Linked DNA regions of Mus musculus: all the other regions are linked to region 1. Evidence: chromatin contacts called from public HiChIP or PLAC-seq and promoter capture Hi-C data. All regions are on one chromosome and are shown on one strand. The core of a region is the stretch at or near the end of the contact, and the rest is flanking DNA. Distances in the headings are between cores, read along the strand shown.

The links. HiChIP or PLAC-seq counts read pairs in DNA pulled down with a chosen protein or histone mark. Capture Hi-C pulls out chosen DNA fragments and counts their contacts.
Region 2: a contact with region 1 is called in a promoter capture Hi-C map of pancreatic islet. The contact joins the promoter of Vps29 here to the promoter of Anapc5 in region 1. A contact is called at or near these places in 5 of 39 promoter capture datasets (3T3-L1-derived adipocytes, cranial neural crest, embryonic stem cells and 2 more), 2 of 115 datasets of contacts at active chromatin or transcription factors (bone marrow-derived macrophages and memory CD8 T cells) and 1 of 9 other capture datasets (pancreatic islet).
Region 3: an H3K27ac HiChIP or PLAC-seq map of embryonic stem cells shows a contact between it and region 1, with 3 times the contacts expected there. The contact joins the promoter of Anapc7 here to the promoter of Anapc5 in region 1. A contact is called at or near these places in 6 of 39 promoter capture datasets (embryonic stem cells, erythroid cells, hippocampal neurons and 2 more), 1 of 15 datasets of contacts at CTCF or cohesin (the NIH/3T3 cell line), 1 of 484 Hi-C or Micro-C datasets (embryonic stem cells) and 8 of 115 datasets of contacts at active chromatin or transcription factors (the NIH/3T3 cell line, astrocytes, cardiomyocytes and 4 more).
Region 4: a contact with region 1 is called in an HNF4G HiChIP or PLAC-seq map of pancreatic cancer cells. The contact joins the promoter of Fam216a here to the promoter of Anapc5 in region 1. A contact is called at or near these places in 4 of 39 promoter capture datasets (3T3-L1-derived adipocytes, cranial neural crest, embryonic stem cells and 1 more), 1 of 484 Hi-C or Micro-C datasets (cortical neurons) and 5 of 115 datasets of contacts at active chromatin or transcription factors (bone marrow-derived macrophages, embryonic forebrain, embryonic stem cells and 2 more).
Region 5: a contact with region 1 is called in an H3K27ac HiChIP or PLAC-seq map of microglia, with 9 times the contacts expected there. The contact joins the promoter of Atp2a2 here to the promoter of Anapc5 in region 1. A contact is called at or near these places in 11 of 39 promoter capture datasets (the HPC-7 cell line, HPC-7-derived erythroid cells, cranial neural crest and 6 more), 1 of 15 datasets of contacts at CTCF or cohesin (the NIH/3T3 cell line), 3 of 484 Hi-C or Micro-C datasets (all in embryonic stem cells), 3 of 115 datasets of contacts at active chromatin or transcription factors (effector CD8 T cells, large pre-B cells and microglia) and 2 of 9 other capture datasets (liver and pancreatic islet).
Region 6: a FOXA1 HiChIP or PLAC-seq map of pancreatic cancer cells shows a contact between it and region 1. The contact joins the promoter of Psmd9 here to the promoter of Anapc5 in region 1. A contact is called at or near these places in 1 of 39 promoter capture datasets (hippocampal neurons), 2 of 115 datasets of contacts at active chromatin or transcription factors (memory CD8 T cells and pancreatic cancer cells) and 1 of 9 other capture datasets (pancreatic islet).

Annotation. Positions count from the first base shown.
Region 1 is chr5:122,820,047-122,823,287 of GRCm38.p6, forward strand. Anapc5 (anaphase-promoting complex subunit 5) reads right to left here and starts at 1,296. Exons shown (of 17, transcript NM_021505.3): 1 at 934-1,296. The coding sequence starts at 1,104.
Region 2 is chr5:122,353,019-122,356,528 of GRCm38.p6, forward strand. It overlaps Vps29 (VPS29 retromer complex component), which reads left to right and starts at 1,310. Exons shown (of 4, transcript NM_019780.2): 1 at 1,310-1,458. The coding sequence starts at 1,456. Rad9b (RAD9 checkpoint clamp component B) reads right to left here and starts at 1,187. Exons shown (of 13, transcript NM_001382853.1): 1 at 1,121-1,187. The coding sequence starts at 1,157.
Region 3 is chr5:122,420,670-122,424,182 of GRCm38.p6, forward strand. It overlaps Anapc7 (anaphase promoting complex subunit 7), which reads left to right and starts at 1,775. Exons shown (of 11, transcript NM_019805.4): 1 at 1,775-2,009. The coding sequence starts at 1,909.
Region 4 is chr5:122,370,918-122,374,480 of GRCm38.p6, forward strand. Fam216a (family with sequence similarity 216, member A) reads right to left here and starts at 1,425. Exons shown (of 7, transcript NM_026883.4): 1 at 966-1,425. The coding sequence starts at 1,030. It overlaps Gpn3 (GPN-loop GTPase 3), which reads left to right and starts at 1,591. Exons shown (of 8, transcript NM_024216.2): 1 at 1,591-1,739; 2 at 2,994-3,102. The coding sequence starts at 1,692.
Region 5 is chr5:122,500,376-122,503,888 of GRCm38.p6, forward strand. It overlaps Atp2a2 (ATPase, Ca++ transporting, cardiac muscle, slow twitch 2), which reads right to left and starts at 1,850. Exons shown (of 20, transcript NM_001110140.3): 1 at 1,193-1,850; 2 at 556-573; 3 at 356-438. The coding sequence starts at 1,310.
Region 6 is chr5:123,226,590-123,230,172 of GRCm38.p6, forward strand. It overlaps Psmd9 (proteasome (prosome, macropain) 26S subunit, non-ATPase, 9), which reads left to right and starts at 1,601. Exons shown (of 6, transcript NM_026000.2): 1 at 1,601-1,855. The coding sequence starts at 1,718.

The sequences.
Region 1 (3,241 bases), core at 46-2,545:
CCGGGAAGCACTATACAAAGGTGGGTGCTCTAGTTCTCCTGAGTATAAACACATTTCATCGTTTTCTGAACTGGGGAAGGAAGGCTAACCCAGAAGCAGAGCCTTCTCTAGACAAGGTTTAAAATTACTCACTGGGGCCATTTTTAGAAAGTCAGTGTTTACACCACTCTAGATGTAGGTAACCCAACTCGACTTCTTGGGAAATTGTATTTGACATATACTATTTTAAGATTGCCTGTATGGCTGGGTATACAGCTCTAATCTCAGCACTCAGGAGACAAAGGCAGGGGGATCTCTTGAGTTGGAGGCCACCCTGGTCTACAGAGCGAGTTCCAAGACATCCAGGGCAACACAAAGAAACCCTGTCTTGAAAAACAAACCACGGGTTGGTGAGATGGCTCAGCGGTTAAGAGCACTGACTGCTCTTCTGAAGGTCCTGAGTTCAAATCCCAGCAACCACATGGTGACTCACAACCATCTGTAATGAAATCTGACCCCCTCTTCTGGGGTGTCTGAAGACAACTACAGTGTACTTACATATAATAAATAAACAAGTTAGAAAAAAAGAAAAACAAACCACTACAAAGTGAGTTCCAGGACAGAGAAACCCTGTCTCGAAAAACCAAAAAAAACCCAAAAACAAACAAAAAAAGACAAACAAACCAAACTAAAAGAACCTATATGTTAAAACAAAAACAAAAAAAAAAACCCTCAAAACTTATCATTTATAGGAAAAGAGTTAAACCATGCCGGTTAGCTTAGGATGAAATATCATGCAGTTGCTAGTGTTCTTTTTCAGTGACAAGATGAAGCCCCGCCCCCAGGGCCCCTCCCCCGGGGCTGGACCTTCCCTGCCCTCCAGCTCAGGGCGGGGCCCACGCGAAGCGCGCGCGCGCGTGCGGTAATGGGCGGGAAAGAGCGGGCGCCCCTCACCTGCAGCAGGGGCAGGAGCAGCTGGTTGAGCTTCCGCCGCTCCACGAGGCTGACGGCGCCCTCGCCCGTGCGGCCCATCTCGTTGAGCAGCACCAGGACGGCGATCTTATAGGGCGTCACCCAGTCCTTGATGCCAAACAAGTTGGCGTGCACTACCCCGTTGGTCATCATCGGGCTGAAGTCCTGGCTCTTCGTGGACGCCGGCAAGGACAGGCCCTCTCCAGGCCTGCCACGCGCCGCGCCCACGAGCCGCCTTTACGCCATGGCTGCAGCCGCCCGGCACCTTAACCCGCCCAAGACTGTTTCCCACAGTAGCGGGGGCCTCAGTGTCCCTCTCCCACCCCGGCGGTGCCTTCGACCAATCAAAGACCAGAAGGAAGACTGACAGCCAATCAAAACAGCCAAACCTGTAGTGAGCGGGGGTAGGGGAGGGGGTGGGACATAAATGGTGTTATGGCAAATCGGTTCCCTACAGAAACGCTCAACCAAGGCGACCAGGTTCCTAGTCGACGTGGACAGGGATCTGGGAGGAAGACGCAGGGATTTTGATCAGAGACAGCGTGAACTACAGGCCACGCGTGTATTTATTTAATTTGATCTTCCTTCTCGCCCCCATTTAATTGCATCTTTGCCTCTAGCGGTACACGAAATTGAACAAGACACCTCGCCTGTATATGTGTATACCAGGGAAGCTCTCTTAACAAAGACCTTCAGCTGAAGCGATGCTCCTCCCCTTTTGGAGAAAAAAAAAAAAAAACTTACTAAGTAGCATAAACTGGCCTTGAACTCGCGACAATAGCTGAGATGATTTGAATGATCTACCCTGCCCAAAAGACATTTTTAAATCATTGTATTTAAAAGCAATGGGATTAAATTGGCATGTTTAAATTATATTTGCATACTAGATGTGATAGCTCCCTGCCTCTTACTCCAGCAACCTGGAGGCACAGGCAGTGGCAAGCACATCTCCATAAATTCGAGGCCAACCTGGTCTATAAAGCCAGTTCCAGGCCAGCTAGGTCTGCATAGTTAAGAAGACCCTGCCTCAAAAAACTTTTTTTTCGCTAGGCAATGATGGCACACGACTTTAATCCCAGAACGTGGGAGGCAGAGACAGACAGATTTCTTTTCTGAGTTCAAGGCCAGCTTGGTCTACAGAGTGAGTTCCAGGACAGCCAGGGCTACACAGAGAAACCCTGTCTAGAAAAACAAAAACAAAAAGCATTTTTTTCACTCATATTAAATTTTTTTGATACAAGGTGTCACCATGCAGCCCTTTGTAGAACCTGCCTCTGCCTCCCTACTAGCAGTAGGGAGCCACCATGCCTGTCCTTATTCTCCTTTTGTAAGGACAAGAGCCCATGTTTTTCTTCAACATCTCACAAATGCCATTTGTAGGCAGCTACGTGTCAGTTTGCAAGTGCGATACCCATAGTGAAACAAAAGGTAAGACCACCTTCTTGTGAATGGATATCTGTATCCCACCTAAGTCACTACAAAGTCCAACATCAGGTAAATGAAGCTCTTAAAACCAACCCCCGGTCTACAGTATTTTCAGTCTGACTTTTCACAATGCCCCTTCTACTTATCTGTATTTCTCAAGACACTTAGTTCTCTAGAGCTTAAAGTATTATTATCAGGGCTGAAGAAACAGCCCGGTTGTTAAGAGCACTAGAGCACTTGCTGTTCTTGCAGAGAAATTGGGTTTGGTTCCCAGAACCCACATGGTCCATCAGTATCTTCTGGCTTCTGCGGGCACCAGACAGCCATGTGGTACAGAGATATATATGCAGGCAAAGTACTCGTACAAATAAAATAAAAATAAATAAGTATTTTAAAATAAAAATATTATCAGTGATTAGTCATTCTCAGTAGTTTTCATAGCTCTTTATTTTTTAAAGTTTTTTAAAAGATTTATTTATTTATGTATGTATATGAGTACACTGTAGCTGTACAGATAGTTGTGAGCCATCATGTGGTTGCTGGGAATTGAGCTCAGGACCTCTGCTTGCTCTGGCCCTGCTCACTCTGGCCCCAAGATTTATTTATTGTTATATGTAAGTACATTGTAGCTGTCTTCAGACACACCAGAAGAGGGTGTTAGATCTCATTACGGATGGTTGTGAGCCACCATGTGGTTGCTGAGAATTGAACTCAGGACCTTCAGAAGAGTAGTCAGTGCTCTTAATCTCTCCAGCCCCCGTTTTCATAGCTCTTGAAACAAAAAAAGATATGTACTATTCAACTTCTGCTGCATACAAACACAAATTGGGCCTGTTTTCTTCTGTCAGTCCTGTTTGTTTAATAA
Region 2 (3,510 bases), core at 60-2,559, 470 kb before region 1:
GCTATCCATACGACAACAGCATTGAGCATCTTGGCTTCCAACATGCTAGGCTAGGTTAACATGTTGTTAGACTATAACGATCTCAACTTTGATGCTGTGTCAAGCCTTAGCAAAGTGCATCACTATGAGAGGAGGCACCATGACAGGAATTCACCACACGGTGTCCTAATTGTATGTGATGCCACAGAGCTGGAAACAGTGGTTTGAAATCCTTTTTTCCTGAATATGTCCGAACAATTTCCCGTTAAGTGATTACACTGAACTTTTTGGTCAAGATACACCTGGGAGTTAAACTACTCAGCCGATCCACACAGCGTTTTATAGACTAATTTACATTAGGAAATGCCGTATACCCTTACCTACATACACAGTAAGACTTCAATAAATATGCATCGACATAAAATTCAACATTATTTCTCCTGCAAGCCAATTTCCGTGCTAATGCTCTCATTCATTTTGAGTTCTCCCAACCTCTGAAGGGGGATGGTACACTGGCCCTTCTTTGGTCTGTCTACACACAAACCCGGTCCCCAGCCCAAGCATCCCACCCCCCTTATAAGGCTATGTATTATACAGTTCTCCACACAGTCTTTCTAATTTCTGATCTCACTACATGGACTTTTTATTTAGCCCATGCTTCTAACAACCTCTATCAACGAAGGGGCTAATATTAGTCTCATTTTTCGACTGAGGGACAGAGAGGATTGTTCGAGATTATATATTAAAACAAAAACAAAACCCAACAACAATAAAAAAAATGTCTCCGGCAGAATGTCGAATAAAGCAGCAGGTTGGTTTTCCCACAGCTCAAAAATACTTTTGCTGGTCAAGTATTATTTCCCCCCTTGAATTCTCTCCACATCAGCCCTCCTCAATCCGAGTTTAAGGCCCAATGGCACAATTCTTTTCTCGGTCACCGAATTAAACCCTGGACATAAATCAAATGGAACGGGGCTGGCATGCTCTTCGAAGCCCAGCATGGCCCTCGCGAGGCGCGCTATGGCAGCTTCAGTCGTGGCGAAGAATGGCGGAGGAGGCCGAAGAAGACGATGGATAAACCCTGCACGAGGCGTTAGACTTTTCCCTCTTCTAAGTAGCAAAGCAAGAATGGCCGCTCCACCTTTCACCTGGCCGCCCGTCATCCCGCACTTCAGCATGGCTACGGGCAGAGCAGGCATGGAGGGCGCAAGCGCGCCAGCCGCGGGTGCCCGGATGTTGCCCCCGCACTTTCCGCGAGCTCAGCCTTTCCTTTGCCCCGCCCACGAGCGATTTCTTGCAGCGCCGGGTTTTTTTTTTTTTTCCCTTGACGGGAAATGACCCTTACGGGCCCCCGTAAGACAGGCTCTTGCCAACTTCGCGTCTCATTGGTGGCGGAAGAAGTGGGCGGGTCGACCGAGGAGCCTGAGGAAGAGGGCGGCGGCGTTCGTGGTGATTGAACGGAGCCCTGGTGACAGGATGGTGAGCCCCACGGCGGCTGCTACCCGGGTGGGGCCGGGATGCTGCGGCGTCCGGTTGAGGGAGTGGGGTGGGGGCGCGAGGAGGATCCGGGTGGCCGCGGAGTTGGAACGGGAGGACCGCGGCTGGTTGAGGGTGCGGCTCGGCCTGATGTCGCCCCCTCGCCCCAGCGGCCAGAGGGCGTGCGAGGCGGACCCGGCGGCCGGACCCGGTCACGAGATCGGCTCCGGCAGTCGGTGTGACCGCACGTCTCTTCCCTCCTGGTCCTTCCCGGCTTGCTGGGGGTAGCCGGCCTCGGGGCAGAGCGCGAAGTAGCCGTCGCACTGGCCGCCACTCCGGACGGGGACCCGGAAAGGGGACTGCTCGTCTCCTGTGGCCGCTGCGGCCCCATTGAGCGATGTCGTGGGGATCGTTTGGAGCCTGCGGAGATGCGCGGGGTTGTTCGGAGAGCCTTAGCTTACCCAGTCTGCATCAGACCTTTAGGCCCGTCCCCCCCAATAGATTGCTGTCCCTACGACTTTTCTGTGCAGACACGTCCTTGTAATCCGATTTTCGAAGGCACTCTTTGCTCTCTAAAGTTGGGGGGGGGGACTGCTGTTTGTCCTGATGAAGGTTAAAGTGAAGGCACCTCACTGGCTGCTGGGCACGCGTTGCGTTTTTCACAGATTATCCTTGTGCAGACAACCTTTTAAAAAGGTGGCCTAGCAAACACAGAAGTGGATGCTCACAGTCAGCTAATGGATGGATCACAGGGCTCCCAATGGAGGAGCTAGAGAAAGTATCCAAGGAGCTAAAGGGATCTGCAACCCTATAGGTGGAACAACATTATGAACTAACCAGTACCCCGGAGCTCTTGACTCTAGCTGCATATGTATCAAAAGATGGCCTAGTCGGCCATCACTGGAAAGAGAGGCCCATTGGACATGCAAACTTTATATGCCCCAGTACAGGGGAACGCTAGGGCCAAAAAGGGGGAGTGGGTGGGTATGGGAGTGGGGGTGGGTGGCTACGGGGGCCTTTTGGTATAGCATTGGAAATGTAAATGAGATAAATACCTAATAAAAAATGGAAAAGAAAAAAAAAAAGGTGGCTTTATAAGCCGTTCCAAAGGTATATGCTTAAATTCACTGGATTTTGGCATCTAAAAGAGAATTATTTTGCTTTAGACTCCAGTTTAAAGTAGACTAGTTCTTTGATGGCAATTTGGAGACACTTGCAAGGAAGAAGAATTTGCTGGAATGATTGCATATTCATGTCTCTGAAGTCGTTTTGAGGGGTGAACGCTTATGTTTAAGGGCAGTTGCTATGCTGGGCATCACGTTTCTTTTAAATTTTTATTTTGAATTTTTGTGTATGTGTCTCTACATGAGTTTATGTGCACCAAACAAGTTCAGGAGCTACTGGAGACCAGAGGGCTTCGGATCCCCCGGAACTGGAGTTACAGGGAGTTGTGAGGTGCCACGCGGGTACTGGGAACCAAATCCGGGTCCTTCAAAGATCAGCAAGTGCTTTTTAATTGCTGAGCCATCTCTTCCATCCTAAGTCAGGTTATAACGATGTAGCCCTACTGGCCTGGAAATCAGAGATCTGCCTGCCTCTGTCTCCTGAGAGTGGGCACTAAAGGAGTGTGCCACCACACAGAGCTTGATCTTGACATTTTTGTCACATGATAAAGTACTCCAGCTAGTAATATCCTCTATAGCACATAACTTACCCTGGAGTGTGATTTTTCAATACTAGAACCTCAAACATAAAATAAATAAATATATATATGTGTGTATGTATGTGTATATATATACATACACACACACATATATACATATCTATATACACACACATATATATACATACACATATACACATATACCTCCAGTATATCTAGAGATAACAAGACCCCAGTAATGAGAAAATACTAACTTTAACCTTTTCCTGATGAATTCTTCAAATTATAAATATCAAATCTTTATAATCTACTCAAATTATAAAGAGTAGACAGATTGAGAAGTAAAGAAACAGGAGTTGGTGTACAAAGCAAGAAAATGTAGAACGACATTG
Region 3 (3,513 bases), core at 525-3,024, 400 kb before region 1:
AGGCACGCAGCTTCAGCCAATCAGGGCAGCAGGGGCATGTCTCCACCAAAATGGATTCGCCAGTATCCTGGTGCACCTGCGCAGCTCTCATGAAGGTTGTGGCTTATTTTCAGGTGTATGAGGAAGTCAGGTGCAAGTCATAAGACTTAGCTGCAGTCCTGGGCACCTTCTTGGGACTGCTGCCACACCCACTCCTCACGTGGGGTCAAGATGTCTTTGTCATAGGCTAGTGAGATGGTTGAGTGGTTAAGAGCACTGGCTGTTCTTCCAAGGTCCGGAACTCATTTCTCAGCAACCACATGGTGGCTCACAACCAACTATAAAGGTATCTGATGCTATCTTCTGGTGTGTCTGAAGACAGCTACAGTGTATACTCATATACATAAAATAAATAACTAAATCTTTTTTAAAAAATGGCCTTGAATCTCAAATTTAAGCAAACAGCTTCAGTTGTTTACATTTTAATTGCATGTAGTTATTTATTTTGTGCGAGTGAGAGGCACATGCGGCTGTCTCAGAGGACAACGTGAAGGAGTCAGGTCTCTCCTCCCACACAGGGGATTGAATTTACAAAACTAGCCTTGCTGATAAGTGGTTTTACTCTCAGGCTGCCCAGCTTCAACATTTGAAAGTTTTGGTTTCCTTGTCGGCAAAGAAGGACTGACAATTCAAAGTACTTATTTGTTTGTTTGTTTGTTTGTTTGTTTTAAGCGTTTTCAAACAGGGTTTCTCTGCGTATCCCTAGCTGTCCTGGAACTCACCCTATAAACCAGGCTAATCTTTAACTCACAGAGATCGGCCCAACTCCCAAGTGCTAGAATTAAACCACCCCCTGCCAACGTTGTTATTTATTTATTGAATATGAGTACACCATTGCTCTCTTCAGACACACCAGAAGAGGGCATCAGATCCCATTAAATGTGGTTTTGAGCAACCATGCGGTTGCTGAGAATTGAACTCAGGATCTCTGGTATAGCAGTCGGTGCTCTTAACCACTGAGCCATCTCTCCAGATCCAAGTTGTTGTTGTTTGTTTGTTTGTTTGTTTCAATGTATTTTTATGAGTATCTGCATGCCTGAGTGTGTATGTCTGTGCACCACATGCATGTATGTGCCCATAGACGCCAGAGGAAGGAGTCGGATGCCCTGGAGCTGGCCTTTCAGACTGTTGTGAGCCACCAGGTAGGTGCTAGGAACCGAATTCCCCTGCAAGAGCATGCAGTTTTAATTTCTGAGGCGGCTCTCTCCCTCTATGGAAATGGCTTCAGCATTGCGATTTGTGAATATGCAATGCAGTAACGAGTTCGTAAAGGCTTGAGATGTTGACAGTGGGGCGATCAGAGATCCAGCTCATCCCTGTAACTATCTTTTCTTCGCACTTGGATCTAGCGGGTCACTTGGACGGGCAAGCCATGCCTTGCACCAAGGAATCTATTCCCAGTGACAGGGACAAGAGTCGCCAGGAGAGGGGGGCGTGCCACCTTCGCCTAGGACGCTCCCGTAGTTGGAGAAAGCCAGCCCTTGCGCGCCTGATTCGAAAATTCAATTTTTAACTGTCCGTTTTCCGCCTCCGCTGTGTTTAGGATGAACTCCTGTGCATTGTTACTAGCCTCCGCGAGGCATCCATTCCTCTCAGGCTGTCTTTAGCGCAGCAAAACTACGATTCCTACTGGGATGGCTTTGAAGATGATGATGATGGAGAAAACCCTTTCGCCGCTGCTTCTTTTTACTCAGGCACGTCCGTGGCTACCTCCATCTTCGGGGGGCGGAGCCGCGTCTGGACCGGAAGGACCCCGGCGCCGTCTCCATTTTGGAACTTTCCCCGAGCCTCTGCTCTCGGTTCCCGGGAGTTCTGTCCGCCGCTGCCGGTGCCGCGGTGTCGCCGGGGGCCACGGTGTTGCCGGGCAGGATGAGTGTGATAGACCACGTGCGGGACATGGCGGCTGCGGGACTGCACTCCAACGTGCGGCTCCTCAGCAGCCTGCTGCTCACCATGAGTAACAACAACCCGTGAGTTGGAGAGGCGGGGAGGTGGCGGTCCCGGGAGCCGGGGTTGGCGGTGGCGGGGGGACGGTGTGGTCCCGCGGAGGGCTGCGCGGGATCCGGCCTCGGTGGCCTCGGAGTTCTGGCTCCTTCCAGAACGACGAAGTCCCCTGAGTCCCGGGGACCCAGTCCACCGAGTGTCAGCCGTGGGGGTGCCACCCCAGCGGAGGGAGGGGACCCCACTTTCCGAGACTGAGAGCATCGGTGGCGGGCGCGGTGGCGCCTTTTTTTAATTTAAAAGGAACCCTGGCAGTCTAATGTAAGGCCCGACATTGCCGCCGGGGAGTGACTGGTTTTGTGTGGTTGTGTTTACAAACAGGGGTCTCCTGTAGCCCAGGCTAGCCTGCCCCAGGCTGTGTGTGTGTGTGTGTGTAGTCAAGGAAGACCTTGACCTTCTTACCCTCCTGCCTACGCCTCCCAGAAGCTGGGGGGGGGGGGTTAACTGGTGTTTTACACCCCCACCATGCTCTCAGTGTGCGTGTGGACCTTGGGGATCGAACCAGGGATTTCAGGCGTGCTAGGCAAAACACTACCGATGGAGTGACAGTTCTATCTAGCCGGGTTTACTGCGTCTCAAAGGAAGCCCGGGACAGTTGTAGGCTTGAATTGCCTGTAAGGGCCTTGCTTAAAAATTTCCCCATCATTGCTCACTCTTCGACGTGGCTCCGCAAGTCAACCTAGTCATTCCTTTTCTCTAATTTCTCCTCCTGCCCGAGCGCTCTCAGAGCAAGCATTGGCACCGGTGGCTTCACTTTAGAACCGCTGCCTGAGCCGGGCAGTGGTGGCGCATGCCTTTAGTCCCAGCACTTGGGAGGCAGAGGCAGGCGGATTTCTGAGTTCGAGGCCAGCCTGGTGTACAGAGTGAGTTCCAGGACAGCCAGGGCTACACAGAGAAACCTTGTCTCAAAACAAAACAAAACAAAAAAAAATGCTAAGGAAATGTGTTTATTACAGGGAGGTCCAGTAGGTCGACCAAGATCACACCCTGGAGAACATAGAGGAGCGAGTGGATCTGTCTATGATTGGAGATAGTTTGTATTTCAGTCCACCACTGTCTAGTGCTTCCAAAGAACATTACAGTAGCCTTCTACTCCGTGCAGACATTTGCATTTGGCGTGGCTGAGGCTAGTCTAGTGAGACAGCCAAAGGGCTGTGAGGGGCCTGTAATTCAGTCACTACCCCCCACTCCAATTCATTAGTGTGCTTTGGACCGACTAGGCACACACATCATTTGGTCACCAGCTTCTTTTTTTTTTTTTTTTTAAAGATTTTATTTATTTATTTATTTTTATTTATTATATGTAAGTACACTGTAACTGTCTTCAGACACTCCAGAAGAGGGCATCAGATCTCATTACGGGTGGTTGTGAGCCACCATGTGGTTGCTGGGATTTGAACTTCGGACCTTCGGAAGAGCAGTCGGGTGCTCTTACCCACTGAGCCATCTCACCAGCCCGGTCACCAGCTTCTT
Region 4 (3,563 bases), core at 175-2,674, 450 kb before region 1:
CAGATTTTTAGCATACTAGGATGAACGTGTGAGTGTGTGTATGTTACTGGGAGATAGAACTCAGGGCTAACCAACACTATACAAGTGCTCTACTACCACCAAGCTGGATCCCTAGTCTAATATTTACTTTACCAGAAAGGACTTAGGTAAATCTGGTCTCATAGCGTCCTAGTCTAATTCTACAGTGAGATCAAGCCTGTAGTTTGCTTGGTTCCTGTACTTAGCCACATGATATCTTTCTTGTTCTTTAATAGAAGTAATTTCTGTCCTGGAAAGAACAATTACGTTGTGCTGGAACTAGTACGCTGGTTTGTTAATTGTTTCCAATCATGGATCTGGTCTTTTTACTTTTTTCAAAAAATGAAATTGATTCCTGTAGCCGGGTAGTGGTGGCACACGCCTTTAATCCCAGCACTCGGGAGGCAGAGGCAGGTGGATTTCTGAGTTCAGGCCAGCCTGGTCTACAGTGAGTTCCAGGACAGCCAGGGCTACACAGAGAAACCCTGTCTCGGGGAAAAAAAAAAAAAAGTCTTAGCACCAAATATATATTTACAATAAAATGTACATTTAATAATAATGTACTTAATAAACATAAATATATTTTTATTTCATGGCCACGGATTCAGATTCTACAAGAGCCATGATTGTGGGCCTAGTTGGATCCCAGTCATCCCGCCTCTTGATTTTTTTAAGGAAGGAGGCCAGGAGGGGGACAGGGAAGCATGGCATCCAGCTGTGATATCAGAAGTCAACTGTCCTCAGCCATCTAGGGGACAGTTAAAACCTTCCCAGGCCCGAGGCGGCTGGACCCTCGGCTCCCCGCCAGGTTAGGAGCCCGAAAGCTCAGTCTCTGTCCTGCTCCGAGGCCGCCTCGGCAGCCGAGCCCCGCTAGAGCCCGCTCCCCCCCCCCCCCCCCCCCCCCCCGTCTCGCGCCTCCTCGGCAGGGGTTCCCAAGGCCGCCTCACCCTTCACCGCCTTCCGTCCGGGCCAAGGCGGGCGGCCCCGCGACCCCGGGCCAACGGCTCGGCATCCCGTCCACACGCGTGCACCACACCGGCTCTGAGTCGGCGGCCTCCGGCTCTCCCCACTCCGACCCTGCTCAAGTGGCCGCCGGATGGTGCGGAGGAAGACCCGAGTTCCTGGAGCTGTAGACCCGAGGGCGGAGGAACCTCAGGTAACCAGGCTCCTGCGCCTGGGCATCTCTCGCTGACAAGGACGCGTCAGGGCAAATCCATCCACACGCACCCTAAAGCAAGTATTCCTTATCCACCTCAGTATTCTAGACCCTCAGAGGACCTGCAGACCTTCGGTTGTCACCCTATGTGTCAAACCCAAGCACCGGTGCTGCGGCCCGGGGGCGCGGAGCGTAATTCGCGATCCGCTATCACCTAGGCAACCGCCTTCGCCGGAGGCCCAACCGATAACGGCTCTCGGCTCTTTCTCTTTCTCTCTCTGCGCACGCGTGAACGAACTCGTGTCCCCGCCTCCTCTCTGAGCACGGCACGCGTTTCGGAAGGCATTTTGGCCCTGGGGACGCTCCGTAGTCTATGGTGTAGTAAATACCCGTGCTGAACGAGCGATCTGTGGTTGCGATTGGCTCCTACGCACATTCCCCGGAACGCCGTGGCTGTCGCGCGAAGGCTGAAGGGAGTGTGGCCGTCGGCTGTGTGTGAAACCCCCGGAGAGGCGGCATGCCTCGATATGCGCAGCTCGTCATGGGCCCCGCGGGCAGCGGGAAGGTGAGCCTGGAGGAGCTGCGGTGCGTGGGTGGCTGGGCTCCGGGGAAACCCTGGGTATACGGCTTCCTGCTCTCTGCTTGTACCTTGCTTTTTTTTTTTTTTTTGTTTGTCTGGGAGTGATAGCAGCTTTAATAGCTCTTGAGCGGCTTGAGAGAGGGCTGAGCGCTCAAGAGCTTGTTCTGTCCTCCCAAAAGACTTCAGTTCTGTCCAGCACCCAGACAGAGCTGCAGGACACCTTTGCTCCAGGAACTGCCCTGGTCGTTCCAGGTGTCTTCATATCCATTCTGTGTGCTTGATCCTATACCCATTCTACAGATTACAAACACAGAAAGGTTTATTTTGTTCAAAATCATACGCTTACTTAGGTCCGCCCCGGAATCTGAGTCTGGGTTGTTGGTCTTTTTGTTTTTTTGGTTTTTTTTCCCCTGTCTAATTCCAGACAAGGCCCCCTGCCACGCACCCAGTATGGGGTCTTTTCTTCCCTTTTTCTCAGAAGTTTGGAGTATGGGTTTCAGATAAGTTTGTAGATATGCACTGTTTGTGGGCATTTTTTTCTTTTTCCTTTGAGACAGGGTTTTTCTGTGTAGCCCTGGCTGTCCTGGAACTCACTCTGTAGACCAGGCTGGCCTTGAACTCAGAAATCCGCCTGCCTCAGCCTCCCACGTGCTGGGATTAAAGGCGTCTGCCACCACTGCCTGGCTCTAGTTTTTATATTTATTTTTTTTGTGTGATACAGTGTTTCTTTGTGTACATATTAAGAGAATGATGCTAAGGACACTTAAGCACAGTAGAAACGGCAATGGTGACATTTGAGGGATGCCTAGAGTCTATAGAGGTGTTTGTATCATTTTAATATTTAATAAATACAATATTCAGAGTACTAGAGATGGCTGTGTGACTCCACAGGGCCTGTCATCTGATCTGGAAGGTACACAGCTCACCTGTCAGTTACAGTGCATCTGTATGGTGGGGCTGTCCTAGGTAGAGAGAACAGGCTGTCAAAAGGAAGCGTGGAGCGTGGAGGAGGTCATTTCTGTAACCTACGTTAATTTGTAGACTGTGTTAAAGAAACATCCTGAGCCCACGCCCTGCATCTAGATCTGCAGCTCTGGTCTCATCGCCTTCCCAGGGTTTCCCTGGAGGTGCAGTTTGGCTTGGGTGGACACTGGCTCAGAGAGGGGAGAATTGTCTGGGCATGTGGAGGGCGGTACGCTACTGCCTTGGGTGCTAACCCCCCACCTTGTCACGTTACAGAGCACCTACTGTTCCACCATGGTTCAGCACTGTGAAGCCCTCAACCGATCTGTCCAGGTGGTCAACCTGGACCCGGCGGCAGAACACTTCAACTACCCTGTCATGGCCGGTAAGTCCCGGCAGGGCCACCTTCTTCAGGCACCGTAAAGCTCAGAAGGCACTGGAAGCCGGCTGCTCAGTTATTCACGTGCTCAGCCCCGGGGTGAGGAGGAGCAAGATGAGGCCACGGGCCATTTCATGGTGGTGTTTGTGGGTGTGGATGCCATGGCCTCCTTTTCTGGTCTTTGCTGGGAGACTCTAAGGTGAGCGGGCTCCTGCCTCCCTGCCTTTCCCTCTGGTCCCCTTGTTGCTTACTCTGGTGAGTTGGGGGTAAGATGGTTTGTCCACAGTAAATAGCACCTGTGCTGGCTTAAAAAAGGTGAGGCTCAGCCGGGCATGGTGGCACACGCCTTTAATCCCAGCACTTGGGAGGCAGAGGCAGGTGGATTTCTGAGTTCAAGGCCAGCCTGGTCTACAAAGTGAGTTCCAGGAAAGCCAGAGCTACACAGAGAAACCCTGTCTCGAAAAACC
Region 5 (3,513 bases), core at 600-3,099, 320 kb before region 1:
TATTCCTTTTGTACGATCTATTTACAGAGTGCCCAACATCATCGTAGTGTGATCTTACAACATGATAACAAATGGAAGAACCCCAACAGAAAAGGACTTAGAGTGAGGAACTTTCTGATACTAAAAACTGGTGAGACACAAGAATTCCAGAGACCCTGCGCAGTCAGGGGTCACCTCTCACTGCACTGTAACCTAAGCAAAACAGCTTCTATCATTTTCCCCCCTCTAATTCTTGAGTTATTTTGTTTGTTTGTTTTTAAACACGGAAACTCAATGGTAATTATTTATTTTCTGGTGTCCCAACGAAATTCTTTCAACTTTTATGGGGAGACAAAATAATTTTTTAAATACTTACGAAAGATATACATGCTGCCAGCAGTAAAATTCTAACTAGTAAGTCTTCAAACTGCTCAATCACAAGTTCCAGCAAGGTTTTTCCTGTTAGAAAAGGAAAGGAAAAAAAAAAAAAAAAAAAACAAACCATTTGTTTCAATTGTCCACATCAATCAGCCTGCACACATCATCTCTCCAAAATAACATGTTAATATTATTTACCTTCTTCAGCCGGCAATTCTAGAAGGCCGAAATTCGACAGCAACGTGTCAGGAGGAAAGCAGAAAGAAAAATGAAGATATTGTATTAGCGCTTTTATTAAAAACTGCTAAATTCACCACCATCGTTGTCTGAATGGCGGATATAGGTGTATGAACGTACAACAATCTGTCTCCACTTTGATACCCCGAGAAAATTATTCAGCCCTGGTAATCAGTGGCCTCGGAACTGCCCGTAAGCCCTCTCCGGCCTCCAGGACCATGCAGTCATTTCAGCTGGGTCATCACTTCTGCCAGATGTGCAACTTTGGGGAGCACAAGAAACGGTCCGAGGGTTTCTCAACAACATCGACGCCTCATAAATCCGCGGGGGACTCAGCCCAGCCGCAGGAACCTCCTCCCTCCTTCCCACTCCCTCTCCCCCCCCCCCAATCCGACTCGCTGAGCGCCGGCCGGGAAGGTCACCGGCTCGAGACCCCTAGAGGTCGGCGATGGCCCAGACCCGCGCGTGGACCGCCCGGCCTCTCGCAGCCGTCGGGCGCCGCGCCGAGCCAAGCCCCACGAGGTGGAGCCGGGTCAGCCATCTTCCTTGGCGCTCGGGCCCGCGCCGCGCCGCTGCAGCCCCGGCGCCCCGCACCTACCGTTGGAGCCCCATCTCTCCTTGAGCTTCTTGACCTGCTCCAAGCTCAGCCCCGTGCTCTCGTTGACCCCGAAGTGGCCCAGCACCTCCTCCACGGTCTTTGTGTGAGCGTTCTCCATGGCTGCGGGGGCCCCGGCCGGCCTCGCCTCGCGTCCCCGCGGCCTCCTCGCCTACCGCCTCGCACTCCGGCCGCGGGCTCGTGCCACCGCGGGCGCCCGGGCGCGGACAGCTGTCCCCTCCTTTTTCTTCTCCTCCTCCTCCTCCGCGGCGGCGGCGGCCGCTTCCGCCTGACCGGGGCGCTGAATCACCCGAGCCCCCTCCCCCAGAAACCGCCGCACGCGGCCCGGCCTCGCCGAGCCCGCCCGAGGGACTGCGAGCCTCCCGCCCCGCCGCGAGTGTGGGTCGCTTCAGCAGCTGCCAGCCGGCCGCGGGCAGCGCAGGCCCCGGGCGCTGCGCCGAGGAGACGGGGCGCAGATGAGGAGCGGCGCCGGGCCGAGCCCTCGGCGCCGGGAACCGCGAGGCAGGCGACGGGAGAGGAGCTGCGCGGCGCGCCGGCCCGAGCCCCTCAGCTCTGCACCCCCGACAGCGGCGGCGGAGGGAACTGCGGCGGAGGAGACGGGAGGTGGCGGCGTCGGGGACGGCTCCGCGGAGGCTGCTCTAATAGCATTTATCCGCCGCTGCCTCCCCTCTCGCCGCCGCCGCGGCATGTGGACGCCGCTCATTGGCCGAGAGAGCCCCCAGCGCGGCGCGGGCGGCGCGGCCCCGCCCCCTCCTCCGGCGCCCTCCCGCGCGCGCGCACCGCGCGCCCACGCCGCCAGCAGGCCCCGCCTCCTCCCGCGCGCCGCCCCCCAGGAACCCGGATCGAGGCCGCGCGCGGCGCCTGTGCGCGCGCACGGGGCCAGGGCCACCTCTGCGTCCACGCTGTGCTCGATGCGCTGCGGCCACCGGCGCGGGCGGAGGGTGAGCCTGACTTTTCCGGGGCCACGGCTTTTCCCGTATCGACCGCGCGCGGGGATAGAGCGCGGAGTTCACGGGTGGGCGCTCTGTGCTGGTTGCCCTGCCGCTGAGGTTGGGGACTGGCTGGGACCGCGCATTGGCAGGGAGGCTCGGGAACGCAGGGGGGCCGAGGCGCGCTCGCACTGGTGTCCTTGGCTTGCCTCCGCGTCCTGGGCAGCGCGAGCCGTGCTCTGCATCCTAATGTCTCCTTCAGAGCCCCCCTCAGCAACCAAGGGGAGGAATTCCGCAGTTCCCTTCCCACACAGCCAAAAGCGCTCATCTGTCGCCTCGGGAACACCGCATCCCACACCCCCAGCCGAAAGCCTCATCTCCATCGCACGCCAACACCAGCCCTTCCTTCCCCTGCGGGTTCTGTGCCCCGACAGGGAATCCCACTCTTGGGGGAGGAAGGAGGAAGTTTTATTTCGTTTTTAGTAGCTCACACAGCCTTTGACACACGTCTGCATAGAAGTCACAGGTTATGCTGTAGCAGCTATGCTAGGTGGCTTGGCTTTGGCTTCCAAATGATGGCTGCTATATAAGACTTCCACTTCCCCCAATGCGAGAGAAGGAGCCTTCAATCCCAAATCTATTCTTAAACCACAGATCATCTGTTGTTTCTGTGAGGTCTGTACAGAGCCTAGCATGCAAGGTAATTTTGCCAATATAAAGAGGCTATACGGAGCCCGCCTGTGATCCCACGAACAGAAGTGGAAGCCACGGGATCAAGAGTTCAAGGTCATGGACAGACACTGAAGGAGTTTAGGAGCAGTCTTCCACGTTGGACCTTGTCTAAAACATACAAAATAAATTTAAAAAGCAGAGGAATGTGGGAAGCCATACTTAACAGGGAGGAGGCCCTTTGCATTGAATTTGCAAATATCTTCACAAAATGCGGCTTCATGAAGGGCATAGATTGCAAAATAAAGCATTTCATCTTCTTGAGTGTTTAGCAACGCCACCCCCCCCCCCCAATCACTTGAGACGTCCCACAAGGCTCCGCCTCAAGACTTAAGATAGATTCCTTCAGCAGATGCAAATCATGGTGCTTTACCCGACTGAAAAAAAAAATCAAGTACGTCACTTCATTTAATTATTTCCAAGGAGTGGAGGCTGGCACGCAGTTCTGATTGATACTTGGAACAGGACCAACAGAACCCTACACGAAACAAACAAACAAAAATTCTAGTGTATAGCAATGCACTCCCTAGAAGCAAGGTGGAAACTGGTTAGGTCACAGCCTCTTCTGGAGGATCAGGTGACTGCCTGCGAGGTGGGGGGTGAGAGGGTGGGAGGGATGGAGAGCTGGTGGGTCTCCCTCCTAGC
Region 6 (3,583 bases), core at 351-2,850, 410 kb after region 1:
TTCTATGTTTACCTACATTTATAGAGGCCTGACACAGTTTCATATTCTTTACCACTTCAGTCTTGTGGGGAATTCATGAGAGGAGACTGCTCAGATAGAGTTTTAATCTGATAGTCTTTATTAGTGAGCCAGTACAACACTAAGTGTTTGGGACCCCAGTGGAGCACTGAGCCTTTTTCAGGGTAAGCTTTTTGAGCACAAAAACCGGGTCCTGGGGTGATATACCTTAGTTCACAAGAGCAATTAGCCAGGAGCACAACCACTGAAGCCAAAAAGCAAGGTTCGTGCATGGAGAGACTTTCCCACAGCTGTGGACTTGGATGGCTTCCGGCTTTGTTTTAGTTTTGGCAGGTGGTGCTGTCTGTGTGCTGTGTTTTCCAGCCTGAGTGGTACTTTCTTTATGGAGTCGGTTGTACTAAGGTCTGGGGGCCTGTTACACCAGCACCTCGTGACAGAGGTGAAAGTCAATAAATACTTGGACACCCTTAAGAGACACGTTGCTAGGGTGTGTGTACTCTGATCAGGATCCAAAGGGAATAAATTAGTAAATAAAAATGAAAAAAAAGAGCGAGAGATATTACTGTTAGTGTCACACAATAAGGTCAGAGAGCAGAAGGTGAAATTATTTAAGGTCACATGGAATATATATAGTCGGTGTTAATGGTCCAACTTTGAACATAGGTTGTACCATGAGGATCCCCAGCCCGAAAGTGGCTGGGGATATAGCTGAGTTGGTAGAGTGTTCCTGATCCCCAATATTTCATAAACCATACCTGGTGGTACATGCCTGTAATCCCTGCCTGTGGAGGGAGCAGATGGAGTATCAGATGCTCAAAGGCACTGGGCACACTAGGTTATAAAGAAGGAAAAAAAAAAAGGTCTTGAAGTTTTGATGAGGATAGGTTGAGGGAGGTGCGAAATGGATAGAATGGGAGTGGGGGGTTAGAGGGTGTCTGTGATCATGACAATAAGAAATAGAATATTCTAAAAACTTGGGGAGAGCTTCAAGGTCGCCTTCATCTACACAATGAGTTAGAGGCCTGCCTGAGATGCAGTAAATCTTGTCTGGAAAAAGAAAAAGAAAAGAAACAGAAAACAAAAAACAAATCGCTTGAAAGCCTCTTTCAAACACTCAGGGGCTTCGTAGATGTTAAGAACTGAAGTGTCAAGGTTGGCAAGACTGGATCCTCTTACATTTATACAGCTGGTATCCAGTTTACTCAGCCTTCAGATGAGTGAATGAAAAAAAGTGTAAGCCAGATGTGGTGGCTTTAATCCCAGCACTTGGGAGCAGAGGCAGGAGGATTTCTGAGTTTGAGGCCAGCCTGGTCTACAGAGTGAGTTCCAGGACAGCCAGGGATACACAGAGAAACCCTGTCTTGAAAAACGGGGTGGGGTGGGGGGGTGGGGAAACGGACGGATGGAGGGACGGGGACAGAATGAAAAAGAAAGGAATGAACAAGAAAAGTGGAAATGAGTCAGGATAAAGTGGGAGTAAATACCTATGTCCTCTATGGGCCTATTTATCTCTACCGGGTCATCTGAAAACCACGTGGTCTATCTAGCCGGTGACCCCGCCCACTTCCAAGCTCCACCCTTCATCTGTTTCCGTACTTGCGCGTTGGCTGAGCTGTTTTGGCCCCGGGGAGGACCCGTAGCCTCAGCCTCGGCTGGCGTCCGTAGCCGGGAAACCCAGAACTCTAGCTTGAGGTCCGCGATGTCGGGTGAAGACGTTCCGCACCGGGCAGAGTCCTCCGAGGCCCGTGCGGCCGCGGTCAGCGACATCCAGGATCTGATGCGACGCAAGGAGGAGATCGAGGCGGAGATCAAGGCTAATTACGACGTCCTGGAGAGCGTGAGTGTGGCGGGGAGGCCTGCGGACGAGGCTCGGGGTCGCTGCCAAGCAGTGTCCTAGAGGGGGTCTTTGCTGCGTGCCACACGCCCCTTTAAGCATTTTTTCTTTACGTGGGATTAATTTTCATTTTCGGAAGCATTAACTTTGCATTTTAAAGTTTTTTGTTTGTTTGTTTTTAACGCAGCCCCTAAGCTGGCTTCGAACTCGTGATCCTCCTGCTTCATCTTTCTGAGTGCGGGAATCGCGGGCCTGTGCAACCATGATATAGGCCTTAGTGAAACTGCCTCGGTCGCAAGGATAGACTATTTGCTGAGGCATAGTGATAATCGCTACTGTCACTTTCTGTAGGTGACATTACCAGGTTTGGCCTCGCCACCCGCTTTTCTTTAGGACTTTATAAATGTCAACTGGGAGAATTAATTGGGCATCTTGTTAAAATGCACGTTGTAGCCAGGGGAGGCATCCCTATTTAAGCCCAGCGTTTAGAGAGTGGAGGCAGGGGGATCAGGACTTGAGGGTTATTCTTGCCTACATAGTAAGCTCGAGGCTGTCCTGGGTTATATTAGACCTTGTCTCAAAAAAAAACCAAAAAAAAAAAAAAAAAAAAAAAACAAAAAAGAAAAGTAAAAATGAAATGCAGACTCTAATTGGGATAGGGAAAAGACTCTGGATTTTAAGAAAACCCTCACCTCTGCTAATTGCTCTTTTAAGTGGAGCCAGATTAAGCACATTGTCTTTACTGTAAAAGGGGAAACAGGGCCAGAGTGGAGCCAATGCTTGCCCAGTTAGGAAGGGGGAATGGTTGGCTCTGTGATCTGTTTACCTCCTAAGCAGATATATTTTTCATAAAACCCCAAGTCAGTGTATAGAGGAAGGGGAGGCTAAATCACACTCATTGCTGGGCACAATGACATCTGGGTGATGGGTGCCAGATGACGGTGTCATATAGAGGTTCTACAGGCCAGGTAGGTGCTGACCATGTGCCTGAAAGGTACTATCTTGTATGTGTGCTGTGCCAGGAAACTGTCACAGCAGTATTGTTAACTTGTGTCCCTGAAGCTCAAAGGGGCGGAGTCAGGGGCTGGAGAGATGGCTCAGTGGTTTAAAGGCACTGGCCATCATAAGGACTGGAGTTGAGATCCAGAATTTACTACTGTGTAAGTTCACACGCCCGTGGAGACGTTTAAACAGACACAAATCTCTTTAAAGAAAAAAAAACACAAAAACCCGTGTGTGTGTGTGTGTGTGTGTGTGTGTGTACACATATATCTGTGTATGTATGGATACACATATATGTGTATATATGTATGTGTATATGTATGTATGTATATGTGTGTGTGTATACACATATATCTGTGTGTGTGTATGAAAGGAGAAGTCACTTGTTTAAAGTCACAGGCCTCCGGCTTGGTAAAGCTTAAAACAGATAAAAAGCAATTTTTTGTTTTGTTTTGTCTTGTTTTTCGAATGAGAGTTTCTTTTTGTAGCTCTGGCTGTCCTGAACTCAGAGATCCACCAGCCTCTGCCTCTCAAGTGCTAGGATTTAAGGCGTGCACTACCATCGGCTGGCAAAAAGCAATTTCTTAAACTGCAGTAACTTGCCTAACTCCAGTAGAATCAGACATCTCACGTATTGTCTTTTGGTATTGGCCTACCCTTTACTATTTAGCTGGGTGTGGTGTTGCATACCTGCAGCCCGAAGCAAGCAAAAGCATGGAGATTGCCACA